Linked DNA regions of Mus musculus: regions 2, 3 and 4 are each linked to region 1. Evidence: chromatin contacts called from public Hi-C data. All regions are on one chromosome and are shown on one strand. Each heading gives the region's core, a stretch centred on a gene start, on an enhancer-like site or on the middle of the called end of the contact. The rest is flanking DNA. Distances are from core to core; before and after follow the strand shown.

Evidence for each region. Hi-C and Micro-C count contacts between places; a contact is called where the count stands out from the background.
Region 2: a Hi-C map of bone marrow-derived macrophages shows a contact between it and region 1, with 27 read pairs. The contact joins two enhancer-like sites. A contact is called at or near these places in 1 of 15 datasets of contacts at CTCF or cohesin (the NIH/3T3 cell line), 3 of 484 Hi-C or Micro-C datasets (bone marrow-derived macrophages, centroblasts and embryonic stem cells), 5 of 115 datasets of contacts at active chromatin or transcription factors (CD8 T cells, the NIH/3T3 cell line, embryonic stem cells and 1 more) and 2 of 9 other capture datasets (adipose tissue and liver).
Region 3: a contact with region 1 is called in a Hi-C map of bone marrow-derived macrophages, with 29 read pairs. The contact joins two enhancer-like sites. A contact is called at or near these places in 1 of 15 datasets of contacts at CTCF or cohesin (the NIH/3T3 cell line), 21 of 484 Hi-C or Micro-C datasets (the AML12 cell line, B cells, B-cell progenitors and 14 more), 5 of 115 datasets of contacts at active chromatin or transcription factors (CD8 T cells, embryonic stem cells, large pre-B cells and 1 more) and 2 of 9 other capture datasets (adipose tissue and pancreatic islet).
Region 4: a contact with region 1 is called in a Hi-C map of bone marrow-derived macrophages, with 31 read pairs. The contact joins two enhancer-like sites. A contact is called at or near these places in 1 of 15 datasets of contacts at CTCF or cohesin (large pre-B cells), 12 of 484 Hi-C or Micro-C datasets (ECoMG myeloid progenitors, the HPC-7 cell line, Sertoli cells and 7 more), 4 of 115 datasets of contacts at active chromatin or transcription factors (CD8 T cells, SST interneurons, embryonic fibroblasts and 1 more) and 4 of 9 other capture datasets (adipose tissue, liver, macrophages and 1 more).

Annotation. Positions count from the first base shown.
Region 1 is chr2:103,017,775-103,020,670 of GRCm38.p6, forward strand. No RefSeq gene overlaps it. Among named protein-coding and RNA genes, the nearest start is that of Pdhx, 54 kb to the right of the region's middle. Within about 2 kb of position 1,512, at least 38 of the 459 cell types and tissues checked have an H3K27ac peak or open chromatin away from gene starts, as enhancers often do. A contact at or near this core is called in bone marrow-derived macrophages and fibro-adipogenic progenitors, where this site is marked.
Region 2 is chr2:102,758,984-102,761,743 of GRCm38.p6, forward strand. Slc1a2 (solute carrier family 1 (glial high affinity glutamate transporter), member 2) reads left to right here. Exons shown (of 11, transcript NM_001077514.4): 8 at 2,032-2,226. Among named protein-coding and RNA genes, the nearest start is that of Gm13872, 14 kb to the left of the region's middle. Within about 2 kb of position 1,393, at least 50 of the 459 cell types and tissues checked have an H3K27ac peak or open chromatin away from gene starts, as enhancers often do. A contact at or near this core is called in bone marrow-derived macrophages and fibro-adipogenic progenitors, where this site is marked.
Region 3 is chr2:102,723,590-102,726,568 of GRCm38.p6, forward strand. The region is part of intron 1 of Slc1a2 (solute carrier family 1 (glial high affinity glutamate transporter), member 2); the gene reads left to right. Among named protein-coding and RNA genes, the nearest start is that of Gm13872, 22 kb to the right of the region's middle. Within about 2 kb of position 1,687, at least 21 of the 459 cell types and tissues checked have an H3K27ac peak or open chromatin away from gene starts, as enhancers often do. A contact at or near this core is called in bone marrow-derived macrophages, where this site is marked.
Region 4 is chr2:102,700,394-102,703,093 of GRCm38.p6, forward strand. The region is part of intron 1 of Slc1a2 (solute carrier family 1 (glial high affinity glutamate transporter), member 2); the gene reads left to right. Among named protein-coding and RNA genes, the nearest start is that of Slc1a2, 43 kb to the left of the region's middle. Within about 2 kb of position 1,293, at least 18 of the 459 cell types and tissues checked have an H3K27ac peak or open chromatin away from gene starts, as enhancers often do. A contact at or near this core is called in bone marrow-derived macrophages, where this site is marked.

The DNA of each region.
Region 1 (2,896 bases), core at 262-2,761:
CAAGCTCTATCCTGTAGCTTCCTGATAAGTAGTATTCTCTGCCAAGCGGACTGAGGGGCCACGGATAGAAAGTAAGTGGGGCCAAGAGGTGGTGGTGCACACCTTTAATCCCAGCACTAGGGAGGCAGAGGTAGGTAGATCTGAGTTTGAGGTCTGCCTGGTCTACAAAGGGAGTTCCTGGATAACCAGGGCTACATACATTGAGACCCTATACAAAGTTTAAGTGTAACATACACATAAAAACTTAACCTTGTGTCCAGTTTATGCTTTATAAAGGCTTGACTAATGTGTATCTCATTTGGCCACAACAGACAAATCTTTAAAGATCTACTTGTCTGTGACAAGAATAACTATGAATCTCATAAAGAAAAAAATTTAAATACATTTAGATGAGAAAATCTTGACTGATCGTCCTAATGTTCTCTCAACTTTTAACAGAAACCTATATTTCCCTTAAACTTATGTCCTTGGTGGTATAGTTTAAATCAAGGAGCATTGACAATACTCACTTTCTCAGAAAGAAAAAGGTGGCTCAGAGTTGGAAAATCAGGGAAGTGACTTCTAATTTGTGAAAATAAACTATATGATCAAAGACACAAACTAACAGTAACTTTCCAAAGTTCATCTGCAAACGACTTTAGCAAATTTCAATTAAGGGTGCTTAAGAAATGGTTCAGTGGTTAGCTGCTCTTGCAAAGGTCCCAAGATCAGTTCTCAGCACTCACATGGCTGCTCACAAGTGCCCGAAACTCCAGTTCCAGGCAATCCAATGGCCTTTTCTGGCCTCTGTGGGCACCAAATATGTTTATCTAAACTATTTTTAATTAAAGAGGCTCCTCATTGTTCTATAACTTAGAAGATAAACTACTTTGTTCCAATTGCCTCCTTCCAAAACCAATGCAGATGCCAGAAAGGCAAATAACCATGCAGAACTATTCAAAATGTCTTTATGAGACGATCACTCTTTTATTTACAAGTTTAGATGTGTCCTGAAACCATGCTACTTGCTGTATCACATATAAGCACCTCACTCCTCTTCAAGTGGCAATAGTGAGCCTCCAGAAACTGTCCTGGAGGGAATTCCACTCATCTTATGGCGCTGTCTCGAAAGCACACGCCTACCTTGCATTCACAACACACATACAGCAGCCTGGCATGGAGGACACACTTCCTTGTCCTTCTTCATTAAAAGCCCTGAGGTAATGGCGATCCAGAGTCAGTCATACTTCAGTTAGTATAAACCCTGCAGCTGTTTCCTGCTGCCCCACATCCTTTGTTGTAACCCACTTGGAATCATGGCCAGATTAATTTTAAAGTCTTTCTGTATTGTTACTCCCTTCTAAAAATCCAGTGCTTCCCATTCATAGCACTTGTTTCAAGTGTAATTTTTAATCTGCATAAGTTCATTTCTTCACTTTGCGAAGGGAGCCCGCGTCCATCATGACACAACCTTGTCATGAGAACAGAATGTCTTTGAAAGCTGAGACCGAAAGCCATGCAGTTTCTCTATTTGGATGACAATATATTAACTCATAGCACCACCTACCTTTCAAAGTAGGGAAACAAGGCTTCTTTTCCAGAACTTATGTTTTGCTTAAACAATTACTGGTAAAGGTAGGTTCAGAGTGCAAATAAGTAAAAAACAAAAGAAAAAGAAAAAGTTCCATTCGATATTATGTGAACACTCTTAACAGTATTTATAAATTACTTGGCAATGTTTCATTCAAGTCTGGTCAGCAGCACCCAGACATTTTTAATGTGACAGAAAATAGTGGACAAACTCATTTTTAGCTACTAAGTAGGAAGTGTAGTTAAAGAAACCAGCCCATTCTGACTAACAGAGGTAACTGTTCATTAATACTTCCATGACTAATGGTTAAACACTAAGATGAATGATGCTTTTCCCTCATAATTCATGCTTAGGTTGTTTTCCTTGTCTCAGTATATTTGCCTGTTATAAACAGAGTGTGGTGGTGGACAGTCTTGCTGATGCACACATGGCTCACACCATGTATCCACACTCCTTCAAATCAAGATCATTCCTTGACCTCATGCTGCAATAGGATTATTTCCATAAATGACAATTTGCTTACAGGAATCTAATTGCTAGAGATGCTAGAGGAATTATTTTTGATCAAACGGGGAAAGCTTCTACACTGCTTATTAACTATCACAGAAACCATGAGAGGGAGGCAACTAGGTTTGTGTTGCCCACGAACTGAAATAAATGGCTTCAGATAAACAGTGCCTCTGTCCAAGCTGGATGGGGACCAACCTCCTTTGTAGCTACAGGAAATGGAGGCATTATTGCTAGTGATACCGGCCCACAGAAGACAGAGCGCAAGCAAAGAGCTACTTATGGCTGTCTCATGTTCAAGTCCTCAGATGTCAAAATTAGAAAAGGGGGCTGAGGAGAGGGTTCAGTGGGTAAAAGCACTCGTCATGCAAACCTAACACCCTGAAAGACAGACACCATGACCCTACCTGTTCTTACAGGCAGATGGAGGCAGAGACAAGACAATTACCAGGAGCTAGCCTGGTGTACACAGCAGTGAGCAAGAGATCATACATCAAACAAGGTGGAAAGCAAGAATCCAAGGTTGTTTTCTGCCTTACACACCTGGGAACATGTGTCTATATCCACATCCACACAACACACACTCACACAGTATTAAAAACATTTCAGCCACACTGAACTTGAAAGTAGTGCAAGTGTAAAAGCTATTTTGAAAACGGTGCTTGGTAATAATTTTAAGTTAATCTGACAAAAGTTTGAAGAGTCCATTTTAAAATGGCTTGTTAAAACCGAATAACTGAATTAAATATTTTTCTTAACAAGAGATATACTGGGGCACTAATTATTTCTGAAGGCTCCTTTGTTAGGGCTATAGTTCAT
Region 2 (2,760 bases), core at 143-2,642, 260 kb before region 1:
GGAGCAGAGGTGGGACTAGAAACAGAGTCAAGGCTTAAGAGCCCCAAGGATGGCCAAATAGCCGGTATCCACTTAAACTTTACATCACAAAGGTTCCAAACAGGGCCGTCATAACAATAGCAACACTGAGGGTGACTGACTGGCTCTTTGATGAATATGGAGACAGGCATCAGAGAGGAGTGTGTTCCAAATTTCTGGCTTCAGAGCATGCTGGGGGGTGTATCATGTCATAGGAAGAATCTCAATATTGGACATTATTATTAGCAACATCATTGGGCCTCTCAGATGGGAGCCAAAAAGCAATGCCAGAGTGTCATCCTGTCAGCACAGGAAAGCCCTAATGTGCTCAAGGACTAGTCTGGGCCAGTTGAGTCTATGTGGATTTGGAGGACATAACCATAAAACCCGCTCAGTAGAAGAATGGGGACTGTCTCCATGCTTCACAAATCATTTCTCCAGTCTCTGTGGCCAAAGACCCTTTGATGATATTTTGGAAAAGTAGACGCAACAAGAAAAATTAATACATTTTAGTGATCCAGGGAGTAAGCGTTGAACAATATGCTTGAGGATCCCAGCCACCAACATTGACTAGGTAACCATCTTAGATCAGTTGTGGTATCTAGGAAACCCTCTGAAACAGTCCCAGGAAGTGGGGAGAGGAATTGAGGGGAACACAAGGACACCGGTTTCTAATAGAAACAGCGGAGGCAGCAAGCCAGAACCACGGTATCTCCTGCATGCAAATGAGAACAAATCCTCACTTTTTACTTGGGTTAATAAGGCTTTTGTAAACAACCCCCCCCCCAACCCAACACACATACCACCTATTCAATTGACTTCTCCTACCATAAGACCAACAGTAGGTATTACAGAGCCCTGACTGTAATCACAAAAGATGTTCTTTCTGTCTGGTAAGTTGACTCCTTGGTCAGTTTAAGATGTGGACTTGGGTGTCTCTTATTTTTTAGCTTCCAGATTTATTGGTCCTGAGTAGGCCTTGGAATCAGCACAGTTCTAAGCTCATCTTTTTCTCCCACTCTGAGAAACTGAGACCCTTCAGAATGTGACCAGTCTTGTTGACACCCCATGTATAACTAGTGTGAGGGAGTAACTATGACCAGGGCTTGAAAATACCTCCAAATGCTGTCTGAACTGGATAAAAATAATGAAAGCAAGACAAACTATAAAGCAACCAGTGCTGTTTGGTTCCTTTGCTTGATTTAAACATTCTTTAAACTCTAATCTCTTCTGCACTATTGTCTAAAAGGATGCAATGGTCTGGACATGAGGAAGCCTTGTTCTCTTAGGTGTCCTATTTTAGATGTAGGAACATGTCAAATGTTCCAGCCTCTAAGGGCGGGCCATGTGGGTGGATCACCATCTGATGCCTGGGACGCCTGAGAGTGAAGTCACTCCACACCACCTTTAGCTACAGATCACATGATTTCCTGCCCTGTCATGGCAGAGACTTGGGGGTTGGCTGGTGGCCATGTGTCTGGGAGTTTGACTGTATGTCAGGCTCCCCAGTGGACTGTTCAAAGCTTGTGTTCATGCTAAAGAGTGTCCAACATGTTTGTCCAGCATTCTCCCAGTTAGTGAGCCCAACTCAAGATGAGTCCCAGGGGCTGGATGCGGTCCATGCAGTCATTTTGTTGGAATAGCATTTCTGGCATGGAACTATGGGTCATTCAAAAGTTCCTCATTATGTTTTGCTGTTGACAGCTGACATAATTTTTTCTCAGCCCAATTCATGTGCACAATCAGAAGTGCTTCAAGATTTACCCTAAGATGGAAACAGGGACTGAAGGACAGAGGACTTGGCAGGCACTGAGTAGCTCTGAGAATCCTGAACCAACTAAATATTGTGTTGCCTATCAGCAGCTAAATTAGAATTGTTCCTAGTTACTGCTAATTTTTTTTTTGCTGTGTCATTCTGGTTAGTTCTTTGTCCTGCCTCTAAAACTAACTCTCTCTCTCTCTCTCTCTCTCTCTCTCTCTCTCTCTCTCTCTCTCCTCTTCTCTCGCCCCTAGTGCTGGAACTTTGCCTGTTACCTTCCGTTGCTTGGAAGATAATCTAGGGATTGACAAGCGTGTGACCAGATTCGTCCTCCCAGTCGGAGCAACCATTAACATGGATGGCACAGCCCTTTACGAGGCTGTGGCAGCCATCTTCATAGCCCAAATGAATGGGGTCATCTTGGATGGAGGTCAGATTGTGACTGTAAGGTGAGTGACGTGCATGCAGAGGACACAGAGACATCCGGCTCCCCCAGTCCCACTCCATACCACCCTCACTTGACAGAAGCTCCTTGAGTTTCAGCTCTAGTGAGAACACAGTGAAGGAATTACTGACAGACTTCAAAGGGAGGAGGTTGTAGCAGGAAGGAAAGGGAGTCTGTCCCATCTGTATGTATTGCACATGCCCACTGGCGCCCAGATCCCGTTTGACTGTTAACAGTCCTATAAATTTGGCCGTACAGTTATTTCTATGCTTATCCAACACACAAGGTTGGAAGTATTGTGGTTTATCCAAGGCTACTCATGAGCTGGCATGGCATGGCTGTAGCTGTGGTGACTTTTACTTATTCTGGGCCCAATTAGTCTGTTATTAAAATATTGTAGGTGAGAGAGTTCAGTGGATGAAAGGTGCTTGCCACCAGACGTTAACCCTGAGGCCCTACATAATGGAAAAAGACAACTACCTCTTAAGTTGTCCTCTGGTCCCTATACATGTACTGTATAAACACCTAGACATGCCAA
Region 3 (2,979 bases), core at 437-2,936, 290 kb before region 1:
ACACACACACACACACACACACACACACACACACACACACACCCTTTATACTTTGATAAGCTTTAACTAGCTCAATAACTGGGCCACTCCTGAACCTTCAAGTGGCTAATGCACTCCCCTCCAATACTCCTGATAATATTTGCTAAATATATATTTCCTCTCTGCTACCCCAGACCAAAGTGGCCCCTGGGTCTGCTTCCCTGACCTTTATGTGGCTGGATGCTTTCTCTCCTGCAGCTCTTAAATCCAATCTCTCTGCTTCCCCATCATGGCAATTCTGCTCCTTCTTCTTCCCCTCATCCCTTGTCTGGGAATCCTAAAAGTCCTACTCCTGTCTCCCTGTCTAGCCATTGGCTCTTAGTGACTTTATTGACCAATCAAAAATCAATTGGGGACAGGGATCCTCAGCGTCTGGCCGTGTAGATTCCCATGTGATTATCTGTATTAAGACAAAACATTAGAACTAATCCCTAACAACTAAGAACAACTACTCAAGAGAGAAAAATAATCATGTGCAATACATTTTAAAAAGCTGTAGGATTCTTTTTAATGCTTTCCCTCCAAAAGAAACGACAAATACTTGAGGAGATATGTATGTTTAATTCAATCTATACATTTCACAGTATGTTTAGGTATTCAAGTGTCACATGGTAATTTGTATATTTTTACATGTTTATGTATCTTATGTTAAAATAGGTTTAAATAAAAGATCACGGTTTACTGACCGAATCTATCTGGGTCTCCTTCAGAGAGAGTTGTGCTGAGAGTGTCAAGAAATATTTCATCAGCATCTTCTTTGGGGAAGGGCTGAAGGGCCCAGATGCTCTTTTGCTTTGCATGGCCATAGAGTACTGGGACTAAGTTATGGAAAATTGTCATTCTTTCTCCAAAACCTAGTATCTTGACCACTCAGAGGAAAACAGTACTTTCAAACTGGTCTGAACATTACTCTTAGCCAGAGTGAATTAATGTCAAGCTTGGGATGAAGATCTTCGGAGAACCTAAGGTAAGGGGTGATGACAGGTTAGAGTGGCCTTGGTGGGCCAATCCTGGTGACTTCATCCTATTACCCCTGCTTATGCAAACACCATTGCCATCCCTAGGTCTCAAGCACATGCCCTGATGCCACCCAAGTGGCTGTCATGTTAGGAGGAAGTTGTCTTGCTTTTCATAAGTGAGTTTTGTGGGTGAATCAGCAGCTGTGAGCTTGACACGGGTGTCTTAGTAAGGCTGGAGAATGAGAAGTTTGCTTGAGAGCAGTAAGATAAAACAAAGCAATCCTTATTTACACACACGCTTGCAAGCACACACACACACACACACACACACACACACACACACACACACACACGGATAATTGAGATCAGTTCTGTGACCCATTAAGGAAACAACACATGTGGACATTATTCTCATCTTAAAGATCTAGGCTCTTCTAGTCACCATGCACAGTGAAGAGAACCGGGCTTTGATGGAGACAGACAAGAGCTGTGATTCCCAGGCCTACCCTTTCTCAGCTACTTGACAACAAGCAAGTTAGTCAACATTGTCCAAACACTGACTAAAGGCATTCCTCACAGTGTACAAAACATCTCCCGTAAAAGATGCTGTAAAGCCCTGCTGTCAAGCCAGCTCTTATAGGCTGTGAGCACAGCACACAGTCTATAGCACCTACCCCCACGGTAGACTTGTAAAGAAAAGGCTGAAGTCATAGCTGGGTGTCTGAGCACACACTGAGTCATTACTCTTGAGAGATCTACTTTTAGACCATTGATAATAAGGAGACAGCAGAGAAGAACACGAAGGCCCCTCCAGCCCCTATAACTTGCCAGTCACATGTTGGTCTTTCTTTCTGCATTGCCTCAGAAGTGAGATCAATATTGTTTTCACATTTGTCCCTAGGGAATCTACTCAGAGTTATAAATTATGTGACATCCTTGGTAAAATAAAAGAGATTCACTGTTAAACTACCCGATGCTTACGTTTGAGGATGGTTTCATCTGTACAGAGAGGGAATCCAATTTTAGAGGAGCCAGGCAAGAGAAAATTTATATTCCACTAGAAAAGCATCACAGAGTTCTTGATGAAGAATGTTAATTGATACTTGGTGTTTTTATCAGGAAGGCAATAGAGACTGGTGGAGACTGTTGTAGTGGAGTCTTGTTGAAAGTTTTTTTTTTTCTCATTTCTAACTGACAGCTACCACTCAGAGGTGAATTACTTAATGGTTATGTTTTTCATATTTTAAGAGATGTAAAATATGGATTTTGAAATGAAACCAATCTGCCTTTATGTGTGGTTAGTTCAAACATAAAAGCAACAGCCTTGAGCCAACCAGGTAAGCCACTGATTCAAGACAAAACCTTGCCAAACTTCAAATTGAAGGGTTTGTAAGTTGAGCAGGAACAAAGCTTTCTTCAGAGACTCTTGGAAAGAAAGGCCTTTAACCTGGGTACTCAGGAGTAAATGTTAATGATGCAGTGGCCAGCACGGTGCCCTTACCTCTTCCAGATAGAGAGTTATGATTTGTTAGCATCTTGGACTAAGGGAAGAACAAAAGTTCTTTAAACAAAAATGTACCACATAATTTTTCTGGGTAGGTTATGATGTAAACCTCTTCTCTTTCTCTCCATAAAGTACAGTATCTGTCTCTTACTAATGAACTGCAGAGTTGGGTCTGGTCTCAAGTAAGGTACAAAAGGCTCAGTGTACGCTGAACGTAGCCTCAGAAAAACTGGGAGATCGTGGGTGGAGGAAGAAGGCAAGACTGTGCAGGACACAAAAAGCCTGACATTTCTGTCTTCACTCAAAGCCCCTCTCTGTATGTGAGTCCAGAGGTCTTTTTCAGGAAACACTGTAGACCTCATCTAACCCCATTACTGCATTTTGTCCTAATGTTTAATTCAATCTTCCAGTTTTACTCAATACCCAATAAATGGCTGCCACTGTGCATGCCATATTATAGAGGATCCAACAAAGACA
Region 4 (2,700 bases), core at 43-2,542, 320 kb before region 1:
AACCCTTGGAATCCCGGTGCTAGTCAGGTGGAGGCAGAAGGATCCCTGAGGCTCACCAGTCAGCTAGTCTAGCAAATCAGCAAGCTTCATGTTCAGGGAGAGCCCCTGGCTCAAAAAAAATGAGGTGGAGAGTAATAGAAGACACATTGATTTCTGGCTCCCCGTAGGCATGAGTGCGTGTGTGCACATGCATGATTGGAAACACATATACAAACAAAAACATGTACTTGATGATAGTAAATAGTAATGGCAGGCATGACTGACTGAACATTATTGAACAAGGATTTTCTGAAGGCCTTCACATTGTAACCAGGGACCACCGTTCTTCCTACTTTGCAGCTGAGGGAAGCACTCAGAGAGGTTTAGTAGCTTTGCCAGTGTCACACAGGTGGAGGTAGGAGAACAGGGCAATGTTCTGCAGAGGAAGGCTGTACAGCTGGTGCTGTCGCTAACTCAGCCATACTTGCATAAGGACCCAGGGAAGTGATATTACCATCATGAGTGGGAAATGGCCCTGGTGAGTGGCAGATGATGCCAGAAGATCACAAGAAGGCTGGGTGTCCTAGTGAGGAACTTTAAAGACTTACAACATGCTGAGAACCCTTGCTTTCTGTTCCTCTTGATCTTTCTGATCATGGCAAAGATTAAATCCTGCTAACAGGCTGTCTTGTCCTTGTACTGTCCCAGTCTGTTTCAGCCTCCCCTTTTAAACAGAGAGAGCAGGTGTCAGAGACTCCAGGAAGTAATAACATCTAGCCAGTCTTTATAAAGCCATTTCATGCTATCTTTATTGTCATGCTGAGGAGATGCTGGCTTTTCATGATATAGGCCATGCAAATATTTCTCTTCAAATGCAGTTTGTGCTAACCCCTTTAGAGGAAACAAGAACAAGGTGTCACTGAGACATTTCAAAGCTAACAAAAGTTGGGGAAAGGAAGGTTGATTGCTGAGTGAATGGTGGCCTTTTGCAGGTTTTCGGTTCATATACAACCCATGGTTCACACTCAACACATGCCAAGGTCACTGGGGAGAGAAGAATGCCATTCTCGCTTCTAGTTTGTTAAGAAGTGAAGCAAGCCTTTTGTGGGCTGGATAACACTAATCTTTGCACCGAAACTATGGGTGTTAACCAAGCTTGTTCTGAGAGCTGATGGCTAAAATGGGAGGATGAGAAAGACATTCATTTCTGTCTTCATTGAACCATAAAAAGTGAGTCATGCAGGATAGGCTCTGGGGTCAGAGCGTGCATCAGAACTGTGAGGAAGCAGGGCCTTCCCCATAATGGCTATGCTCAGGGCAGCTTCTGGGTGGCTTCTTTTGCTACTTCCCACCCTACCCCCAGCATGGTGAGTCTCTTCCCATAGCAGCAACTGGACTCTGTGGCAATCCCTGAAGTATGAACTGAGTCATGGTAGAACTCAGTAACTCAAAGTTTGCAGACATTTCCCCAATGTACCACCATTAGACGGAACACCATGAATTGCAGAGAGACTCCACAAAGGGAAAGGCAGAGATGATTGTCTCCAAGCTCCAGTATGTAACATGATTGTGTGGTGCAATTTTCCCTGGAAAGAGTATCACTAGGAAGGTAAGCAGCCCAGGTCTACTGTAACAGTCAGCTAGAAACGTTCTGGAAGAGGAAGAAGTCCCGAATCAGTTCAGTCAGCTTTCACCAGGCCGTGCTTCAGGAGCAAACAGTCCTTAATTTCAGAGGCTCCCAACAACTAAAGCGTGGACTTCAGGGTTTGACTGAGTTTTCTCAGTATGAGCTCCATACCAAGAAGCAAAGGTGCATCTTATAGCAAAGGGACAAAGAGCGATGACAGGACCATGGGAAAGCTCTTCATGCTTCTGCTTGGAAGGTGACAGGTGTGACTTCTACTCTGTACTTATTCAAGTTCTCAGGGGAAGGTTCTAAGACAAGAGTCTGAGTTCATTTATATCATTTGCAGGAAATGCTAGTATCGAAGTGGAAAGTGAGCCAAGGAAGGATCAGTAGCTGGGGCAGATGGGTCATGGAGCTCCAGACCACCCCAGGCTAATGTGTTGACCCTTTTAAGCTTGTTGATCATCGCTGCTTCGTAGAGGTCAGCTCCCCAGAGCTCCAGGCTGTGTGAACACAGGCAGACTGACCTTCTCATTTCTGATGGGCTGTAGGTAAAGTCAGAGACACTAGCAGGTGGCTGCTTGCCTGATGTCACTGGAGTGATATGGCATGAGATATGAGGGCATGAGATTGTGGACATTTCATTGGCAACACATGTTTTGGGGATGTGTGCTGTCTTTCTATGAAGAAATAGAAAACATTGAAAATGAAGGCACAGTTTCTGCAGGAAGTATGAACTCTGAGGTATTAAATGCTGGGAAATCTTTAGTGGTAGAAAGTGGACATGTAGATACAGGGGTGGGGTTCATCTATGCTTTGCAGGATCCCTCCCTCACCTGCACAAAGCTACTTCTGAATCCTTCCTTCTACAATGACTAAAATGATCAGATATTGCCAATTGCCCCTAGGTGGAAAATTTACCCTCTAACAAACCAGTGCTGCACACTGCTATTTCTCAAGGAGTTGCCTGCTGAAAGATGTCATGGCTTAATAGGAGAAACAAGACAATTGATATAGGAGCTACAGTGGTAGCCACCCAGAGGTGCTCGAGTCTGTTCAGATAACTTCACAGTGAAACAGAAATTCTTTGAGAA